Linked DNA regions of Mus musculus: regions 2 and 3 are each linked to region 1. Evidence: chromatin contacts called from public Micro-C and promoter capture Hi-C data. All regions are on one chromosome and are shown on one strand. Each heading gives the region's core, a stretch centred on a gene start, on an enhancer-like site or on the middle of the called end of the contact. The rest is flanking DNA. Distances are from core to core; before and after follow the strand shown.

Region 1 (3,086 bases), core at 337-2,836:
TTAGCACTGCACCACTGAAGGTGCCCCGCCAGGCACGTGTGTGGAGGCACGAAAGTGGGCAGAGTCCCCACCTGAGTCTGCAGCCTTCGGTGCTGAGTCACAAGTACCCTGCTCGGAACGTGAAATCTTCGGAATGCCCTTTAAAATGAGCCTGCAGCTTTTGCAAGCGCACGCAAACACTCACACCAGAAAGCCACTCAGGAAACCCACACAAGGCTACACGCTGTGGAAATTAAAAAGCGGAGGTTGGGAACCAACGGATGGAAGAGCCGGCACCCCTAGTGGGATTTCCGCCCCCACTCGGGTCAGTTTCCCCAGGGGCTTCTGCCCCGGATGTTTCGGATCTAAAACACGACTTCAGTGCTTCCCCCAGATCACCCAGCAATCTTTGCCTGAGAGATTTCAGACCAGCCACCGGGAATAAACGACACGCTTAATTTACAATTCAGGCAGAATGCTTATTAGAGGAAAAGGGAAGGGAGAAAAAAAAACTTAATTTGAGCAAGATACCAGCTACCTACAGGAAACTGGATGCAGTTTAAAGTTCTTAGTGGTTAAAGCTTTAAACTAATGGAAATGGGTCCGTTTAAAAAGAAACTTCTTAAACCTTATCGTCTCACATATCAAATGAAAAAACTTGGGCTTTGGGTTATATTCATACTCACACTCACACACCCTCCTTTAAGAAAAATAAAGAAGAAGAAAAAGAAAAGAAGGGCCTTCTGAGGGTGAAGTTGCACCAATGCCAGACGCAGATCTGCAATTCCGGAGGCTTTTTCCCCTCCCTGGGCTGGCAAGATACTCAAAGATGTGGGGGGCAGGGGTTATGAATATGAGAATATAGCCCTTCGAGCATCCCCGCCTAACCACCACCTTTCTGGTAGTTAATAATCTGACCGTGTCAGCGCGTGGACAGTGAGGGGTTAAAGGCATACCTACCGAAGCGGCTGTGGTCTTTCCTGGTTCCCTGGATAGTACCGTTGGGGAAGATCTCTAAATGAAATCCAGTCCTGCAGTACAGCTGCCTCCGCCTGAGAATCCCCTTTAAATGATCCAAGTCCGTGACTGCGGGGCCCCGGGGCAGCCCCCCTGCTTCGGACTGACCCAGGTGGTCACTTAGCAACACCGGACTGTCCACCGGCAACACCGGTACGTTCCCGAACGGTACCGCGTCCTGCACACCGAAATAGCTCCCAACTTCACCTAAGGGAGCCATCAGAGGACTCGGCTTTTAAGCACAAGAATAAACAATAATGATGGTATCAACCAGGAGACACTAGGCGAGGTATATCCAACTCCCCTCCCTTGCCGCAGTTGCAGACAGAGAGGGAAAAAGGGTTCTTTTCTTCAATCCATCCGATGCATAAATAAAAGTAATCGGCTGTTTCTCTGGCACAGGTTCAAGGTCAAACCACTGATAGTCTAAGAAGCCACCACTTTATACTCACACACTGACATTGATCAACACAGCTATGCATCGCTACATATGGAGCCTCGACTCTCAGCAGGCAGAAAGGTCTTCATCCCATCCGACCGTAATAAGGGAAAAAAATCCGTAGTTTCTCCATTTGCTTAGAGATCAGAATGACCATAGCAACGTAAGTGCCTGGGCGATATTACAGGGATTTTTAAGATGCTCGGGCTACGTCAGAATTTACGGATCCTGACTCCAGAAAGGCATGCGCTGTTTTTACTCTCTAACCGACTCTGCAGACATCAGCATGAATCCTTCAAGGGGAAAAAAAAAATCTCACGTTGGCGGCGGCGACAAATCTCTCCTCCCAGTCCCTCCTCCAAAAAATAAAGATAATATAACAAAAAGAAGGGGGAAAAAACTTTCGGCGTCCAAAGCTAGTATCCAGAACGCTGCAGAGGCTCTGCGGAGGTCCAGCGGCTTGCAGTGAGGCGAGCGGCAAGCGGCGGGCGAGGACCGCGTCCCGGAGCTCGCGTGCTGCCCGGGCTGCCGCGAACAGGTGTCGCCGCGCGGGCCGCGCAGCGCCGTGGCCGCGGAGCGCTCCTCCTGCGCAGCCCCCGCCGGCGCGCAGAGTGGCGCAGGCGGCGGCATTGGGCCGGGTTTAAGGTAGCGCGGCGGCCGCCCCGCTCCGCCCGGTCCTAGCGCCCGCCCTGACGCTCGAGCCGCTCTGCCGCAGGCCGGGCACAGGCGGGCAGAGCGCGGGACTTCTCCGGGAGGACGACCTAGGAAACCCGGCTTTAGAGACGCCGGAGACGCGGTGCCAGAGACGGGAAGCAGCAGCCCGAAGACATTCGGCCACAAGAAATCTAGCTTGCTAGAGACGCAGGGTCAGAGGGGAACTGAGAAAGCAGTTTTCGCGCGGACTCTGTAACCTTGCGTCGCATTATAAAATAGACTGGGAGGGAAGGGTTGGTGTAGGGAGCTTGGTTGGACAGGGCAGTTTCTCTTTCATTCTACAGCCAGACTTACAGACGCGCAAACAATATTGCAGGTAAGACAGTTGGGTGTGAGTCAGATTCTTCTCTCTCTCTCTCCCTCTCTCTCACTCTCTCTCTCTCTCTCTCCCTCACACACACACACACACACACACACACACACACACACACACACACACAAAACACACACACTGGTGGGCCCACACTCGGGTTTGTTAAGGGAATTCTGGTTCGCATCTTTGAGTTGTTCGGGTCCTGCCTCCCCCCAGGTTCCCGCGGCTAGGAGCAAAGGGCACCCAGGGCGCCTGAAAACAGCCCCTGTCCTTGAGTTCGACTCACGCCCCAGATCTGAGTGTGCGTCTTCAGGGAGAAGGTTCCAATGAGTTCTCTCTCGCCCCCAAACAAAGCTACTCAGGACGGGCTTTGCCACCTTGAGCTCTACTTTGCCTGGAAGTGAAAGGCTCGAGTTCCAGGGTTGCTCCATGGCCCGAAGCTCTCTGCATAGCCTAAGAGCCAGACAGGAGCCGCCGGCTGGGCACGGGCGCTGTTCGCTGCTCAGGGCTCGCTCGCTGCCGCGGGTGACTTGGAAGCCGGAGCTCTGGTCCCGGGCCAGGGCTTTTGCTCGAGGCCAGCAGCCTTTGAGCCCAGCCCCATGCAGGGACAAAGAAACGCACTGC
Region 2 (3,086 bases), core at 202-2,701, 2.3 Mb before region 1:
CGCCGATGCCCCTCGGCGTCCTCTCCCCGGGAGCTTTGATCGCCAGAGCCGGTGGGGCTCCCGGCCTCGAGGCAGATCCGCTCCGGGGCGCTCTCGGCGGACGCGGGCGCCTGCTCTCCCCCTGCGGGCTCACCTGCTGCGTGTCGCGAGGCGTCCTGGCCCGGGCTGTCCGGGCGGCGCGCGGCTCGGGGCGGCTCCTCCTTGACGCACTCCAGGCTGGCGGTGAGCGAACCGGGCAGAACCAGGTTGCCCGGGCCCGCCGCGCGCACCGCCTTCTCCTCCTCCTCCTTGCCGCGCTTGTCCCTCCGGTGCCAGCGCATGCTGCTGAAGATCCCTTTCAGCCCCCTCTTTTGTTTGCCGCCAGCCTTGCTCGCCTCGGCATGGTCTCCCTTGCCGGTCTCCGATCGCCCGTTCTTTTTCAGCAGGGAGAAGAAGCTGTGGGACTTGGCCACCGAGCTGCTGGCCAGGGAGCCCAGGCCAGGCCCGGAGGGTTTGGGGGGTCCGGGGATCGGCCGGGCCCCGCTGTGATCGCTCCCGCCAGGCGGCTCCTCCTTCTTGCTGCCCTCCAGCACCAACACCTCGGCTAGTCCGTCGTGGGTCCTGCTTCTCACCATTCCCGTCGGCCCCGAGCTCTTCCCATCCCCTTTGTTTTTGACCCCAAAAATGCTGGGCATGGTGCCCCCCGATTTCCTTTTCTTGAATAACTTGAACGCAGCCTTATTGATCTTCCCCGACGGCGGCTCTGCGGCGGGCGTCTCCGCGGCGCACTCACAATGCGAGTCCATGTCTGCAGCGAGGGCCCCGGCCTGCTCCTGCCTCCCGCAGACCCCCGCGCGCGCGCCGCCGCCGCGCTCGCTGACAGCCGCGCCGCCGCCGCGGCTCCTGCCCGTCTCCATGGAAACCGAGTGGGATCAGCCGCTGTCGTCAGCCGTAGGCTCGCGCCAGGCCACTGTCACCCGCGTTCTAAATCAACCTGAGCGGCTCTCGCTGCTGCGCTGTGGCTACTGCAACTGCGGCGGCTGAAGCGCACAAACCGGACTATCTCCCCTCCTGCCAAGGGCTTATATAATATCCTGGGTGCCACATAGGTTTTTGTGTAGCAAGAGCCTTCATCGCAGCCTCGAGGCGAAAGAAAAAAATGAAATTCATAATTATGGGCTTTGGATCCCAGTGCGTTGATTCTCACCACCTCAGGTTCTTCTTCCTCTAGCCCAGCTTTTCCTAGGATCGCAGCTTCAAAAATTAACACATGCGTCCCCCATGTCCACAAAGAACAATGCCTTTTCCTTTATCATCTGTTTTGGACTTCATGCAGCCTCCTATCTTTCTCCGGTCCTTCACATAGGTCTTAGCGTGTGGGTACTAAGCCCAAGAGGCACCATGCCAATCTGTTCACGCCTGCGTCTGGTCCAGTGCCGAATGTAGTCCTCTTCAGGTTGATGCTGTATTCTGATCATGTGGCTCTGATTTCCTGTTACAGAAGCAACAGCCGTCAGTCAAATACCAATTAGCAGCTCTCAGCAACGAAAGTGCAACAGTCCCCTAGGGTTCGCTGGTCCTTTGGGAGACCACAAAGCTTTTATCCCCCACCCCAGTGACATGGGGCTTAAGTCACAGAAGCCACCAATTGGTCACAATAGACTGAGCACACTGAGAACTTAGGTTGGAGAATTCTGATCCCTCTGCAGGTGGGTCTTAGAGGCCTGGGCTCAGTCTTCCTCTTTCATTCAGGGGTATGGTAAGTATACCTCTCTCTGTTGTGCCCAGCCTACCCCTGTCTAAGAACACCCAAGGACCCCACTCGCTGTCTTTCCCAATAGGACAGGGGGGAAAACCAGACAGGGGTCAGAGGTCGTCCCTGTGGTTGCTTCTGACCCCACTGGTCTAGAGGCAAAGGGAACTGGGTTCCAGAGAACAACCTGTGTGGGTAAGGTTTCTGTGTTCTGACTTTGAAGACAACTGCTAACATTGTAGCTTTTCCTAACCAAGGGCTTGCCAGCAAAATAGGGAAGGATTTGGAAAAGATTCATGTTTTATAATCCTTAATAACCCTATTTTAAAAATATTGATTATATATAGTGATTATTTGATTGTATATACTATTTACATACAAACACCAGTCTTTCCTGCTTCTCTTGAATTTATTTTCCACAAGTTACTTATATTTTGCAGATTCAGAGTTACTTATATACTGTACTTATACTGAACTGCAGATTCAGTTGTTGGCCAAGGCAGCCTCCAGGGTTCACAGTTAGACCATGGAGTTGAGCAGTCATGTTGCTCTTTCTCATCTCAATGAAAAAACGGCTCTAAACTGAGACTGGAATCAAAGGACCTTTCTGTTTTCAGAGTTCAAACCCCACCAGCTCTTTCCACCTACTAACAGGACTCTTTATGGACAGAATATACAACAACAGACTTTTAAAAAAAAATGAGTTTTCTTTTCAAAATATTTACTTCTTTTGTATGTGTGTATTGTGTGTTATGTGTCTGGGCACACACGTACCACAGCAGAGGACAACCTGTGGAAGTTTTCATCTTCTACCTTGTGGGTCCTAAGGATCAGTTATCAAACTTGGGGGCAAGAATCCTCACCTACTGAGCCCTCTCACTGGCCCACTTCCTGAAGCTCTAATTGATCATGTGACATGATGGAACAGAGTCCCGTTTGCCCTGCAAAAGATTAGACATGAAGAACTATAAAGAGAAAGTCACTTGTTATTTCTTTGAAAGCTTTTGGAGGACAATTGGAAGTCTGTCTCAGTTCTTTACACACACACACACACACACACACACACACATCAACACACCATGCTGGCTAGAAAGTGTGTTACTATATATGTAACCATGCCAGTCTGAAATTGCTTTAGACCACAATTGGGAGGAACAGTCTAGAAAAACCACAAGTCTCGAAGTCTAAGAGCTGGAGTAGGTGGCCTGCTTAACCAGTAGAGCACTGCCATCTACCAAGATAGGCCAAAAGTAATTCATCTACATAAGAATTCTTGAATCCCCAGAGAGAAAACTGATCAAGGAACATGGGATTGCTACCATTCCTTTGGGACATAGATACTCAAAGAGAAAGA
Region 3 (3,086 bases), core at 198-2,697, 2.2 Mb before region 1:
AGTTAAAAGGAAAGTTTACTGGGACATTCATGCCACTACTGCACCAATAAAGATATCTTGCCAGGTTACTCCTTATTGTAGTTTGCATGGCTCATGGCTGACATGACATCATGTGCCAAACACACCTTTTGACGTCATCTAACTTTTGTGACCTGCCAAAGGGAAATGGCGAGGAACAGAGTTTTCATCACTATGAGTATTTGGGGGAGAGGACAGGGCTCTACAATGAATCTGGAGGGTGTTCCGGTTCAGCCAACTGCAGGTAGCAATGCTCAAGGTCAACACAAAACAAGTGCTGAATTGTGGGGGAGCTGTGAGAAAAGAAGTGCCAAGGATTTGTCATATAAAGGGCACTGAGGGCCAGACTCAGAGACCGTTGGGCTTTTGTTCGAATCACTACCATGGGGAGGATTGTGCTTTAGCATAAATCTGAGGGGTCTGATGATGGGATCAATTTCATCGAACAAAACTTGGCAGCTGGTCAACGCACTTGCAGGAATAGTATGCCAATTCCTGCCAGAGAATTAAAGAACCATGATATGATGGCAGTGTCCCCAGACCACCGCTAAGAAGCATTTCTTGGTGCCCACGTTGCTCCGGGTGCCCGTACATTCTAATTTACATCCCTCTGGGTTTTTTTTTTTTTTCAGATTTATTTATTTTATGTATGAGTGCACTGTAGCTGTCTTCAGACACACCAGAAGAGGACATCAGATCCCTTTACAGATGGTTGTGAGCCACCATGTGGTTGCTAGGAAATTGAACTCAGGATCTCTGGAAGAGCAGTCGGTGCTGAGCCAGCTCTCCAGCCAGATCGCTCATCCCTGTCCTTACACTTTCCAATTCGCAGTTCCTCTCGTAAATACCCCAAGTTATGGGAAAGCCACATAGCCAGGAAGCAGTCTTCAGGGAAGGTCCCCAAGAACGGCACCCATCCCATTCACCGTCCACTAGGATTTGGGGCACAGTGTCCTGACCTCAGACTCGGAGGCAGAGGAGCCTGGCAGTGTCACGCCGCCCCGCTGAACCCTCCGTGCAGGAAGCACAAGCGTGCAGTACCATGGGGTGCTGACCGGAAGCGTGTGCGACTTAAAACCCGTACATTTCTGGACCCTCAAAAGGTAGACACCCTCTTTTTTTCTCGGGTGCAGCGACACCCAAATGAAACTCAGACGTCCCCTTGGAGGAATGTGAGGTGACGACCAAGGTCTTCTCCAACTCTAGAACTCTACGCATGGCTTTTGACAGGAGGCCGGACCGAAGCCGCACTCCAGGGCCTTCATTCAGGAAGTAAAGCACGAAATCCCGCGAGACTCTCCGGGCACTTCAGGGGCTTAGCGCTTTAAGCGAGTAGGCGGGGCGCCCACCTTACCTCATCCGCCCGGCCTCACACGAGTACCGCTTCCACTCCGATCCCAGGGTTCCCTGCGCGGCGGGCGCGCTTCTAGTGCGTTCGGCGCGCGGGCGGTGTCGCGCATGCGTTCGCCTGTGGCTCCGCCCACTCCGCCCTCGCCTTGCCGCACCGCCGCTTGGGGTTGTTTCCCACCCGGTACCCGCTGGGCACCAGCTATGTGGCACGTCCCTCTTCGGCAGTGAAGGGACAGAAGCGTCCTAGGCCTCTCCACCCTAGCTGACGCCTTCGCGCCAAGGGCCGCCATGGCCACGGGGTTCTCCTTCGGGTCTGGGACCCTCGGCTCCACCACTGTGGCCCCCGGCGGGACCGGAGCGGGCAGCGGCTTCTCCTTCGGGACCGTCGCGTCTAGGTAATGGTGCCGCCTAGCAGGGGACCCTGGTGCTTCCCCGCGGAGGTCTGCACATCGAGGCCTGCCTTCAGGCTGCTAGGCTTCCCTACGAGCCGCGCAGTGGGCTGTGGACCCCTGCCGCCGAGGCTCTGCAGTCCCCGGTCGCGCCGCGACGACGCGGAGTGGGCCCGACTGCGGGAAGCGGCCTGGAGTCGCGGCTACGCCTACGCGACCCCTCGGGTTCAGGGATAGAATGAGTGTTGAATGAATGACAGCTTGTTGCTGGCTTTTAGGAACAGAAAAATAGGTAGGATGTAAGTTAAAAAAAATATCCCCGGGTGGTTTAGATTTCGGTTTTGAACGTTACGATGCATTGGATTTATGATTTTTTGTTTGTTTCAAGCCTTTGTGCCACAGGACCCCCTTCTGTCTTTTTAACATTTTTATGGCATGTATTGTATCATAGTTATTTTGTGCCCTATACAGATTAGCATAGCATCGCAAAGCATTTTGTGTTATAACCATCCACCACATGATCTTTTCCGTTCACTGCAAGCTTAAGTGGTATATTCTTCAGTTTGTGTAATAGATTCCGGTAGTGACAGATGAGTAGCTAGGGATTCCAAAAAGCTATTTCACTGAAAGCATTAATCACTCAGACTCGGCCTTTGGTAAAGAGTTGATCAAATGAGGAAATGTGTACTCGAAGGACAGGTATCTCCCGAGGCATAACAAGACCTATAGGCTTAATGTCTCAAAGAAAGCTCGCTCTCTCTCTCTCTCTCTCTCTCTCTCTCTCTCTCTTAACAGCCCCCGTTAGATACAGCAAATCCAAAATAACAGTACAATCAGACTGCCCCAGTTAAGTCCCATTTTTGCATATGCTTTCTTAATCTTCACTACCTATGTTGTCGAGACACAGGCGACGGTGTGCTCTGCTGTCTCTTTTAACTTTCACCTTGTTTTCTTGTGTCATCGATTAACTGGCTTTAGGTTTGTCGTTTTTAATGGTGTATCTTACTTAGTTCTTTTTTTTTTAAAGATTTTAATTATTTTTATTTAATGTGTGTGGGTGTTCTGCTTGCATCTGTGCATCATGGCTGTGCATTGCCCTTAAATACCAGAAGAGTCCGTCAGACACCCCCCCCCCCCAACCACCACCACTACCACACCACACCACACTGGAGTTAAGGCCCACTGTGAGCTACCAAGTTTTAAATTTAAAATGGAGGGATAGTTTGGGAAGTGGTGGTGCACGCCTTTAATCCCAACACTCTGGAAGCAGAGGCAGGCAGATTTCTGAGTTCCAAGCCAGCCTGGTCTACAAAGTGAGTTCCAGGACAG

The links. Promoter capture Hi-C pulls out the DNA fragments that hold promoters and counts their contacts. A called contact is a pair of places that touch in the nucleus more often than the background predicts.
Region 2: a contact with region 1 is called in a Micro-C map of embryonic stem cells, with 2.9 times the contacts expected there. The contact joins the promoter of Amer2 here to the promoter of Fgf9 in region 1. A contact is called at or near these places in 5 of 39 promoter capture datasets (cranial neural crest, liver, pre-B cells and 1 more) and 1 of 484 Hi-C or Micro-C datasets (embryonic stem cells).
Region 3: a contact with region 1 is called in a promoter capture Hi-C map of liver, with 4 times the contacts expected there. The contact joins the promoter of Nupl1 here to the promoter of Fgf9 in region 1. A contact is called at or near these places in 2 of 39 promoter capture datasets (hippocampal neurons and liver).

What each region holds. Positions count from the first base shown.
Region 1 is chr14:58,071,186-58,074,271 of GRCm38.p6, reverse strand. Fgf9 (fibroblast growth factor 9) reads right to left here and starts at 1,586. Exons shown (of 3, transcript NM_013518.4): 1 at 940-1,586. The coding sequence starts at 1,216.
Region 2 is chr14:60,376,057-60,379,142 of GRCm38.p6, reverse strand. Amer2 (APC membrane recruitment 2) reads right to left here and starts at 1,451. Exons shown (of 1, transcript NM_028113.4): 1 at 1-1,451. The coding sequence starts at 896.
Region 3 is chr14:60,249,840-60,252,925 of GRCm38.p6, reverse strand. Nupl1 (nucleoporin like 1) reads left to right here and starts at 1,447. Exons shown (of 15, transcript NM_170591.2): 1 at 1,447-1,763. The coding sequence starts at 1,657. It overlaps Gm38641 (a long non-coding RNA gene), which reads right to left and starts at 1,452. Exons shown (of 3, transcript XR_874661.1): 1 at 1,373-1,452.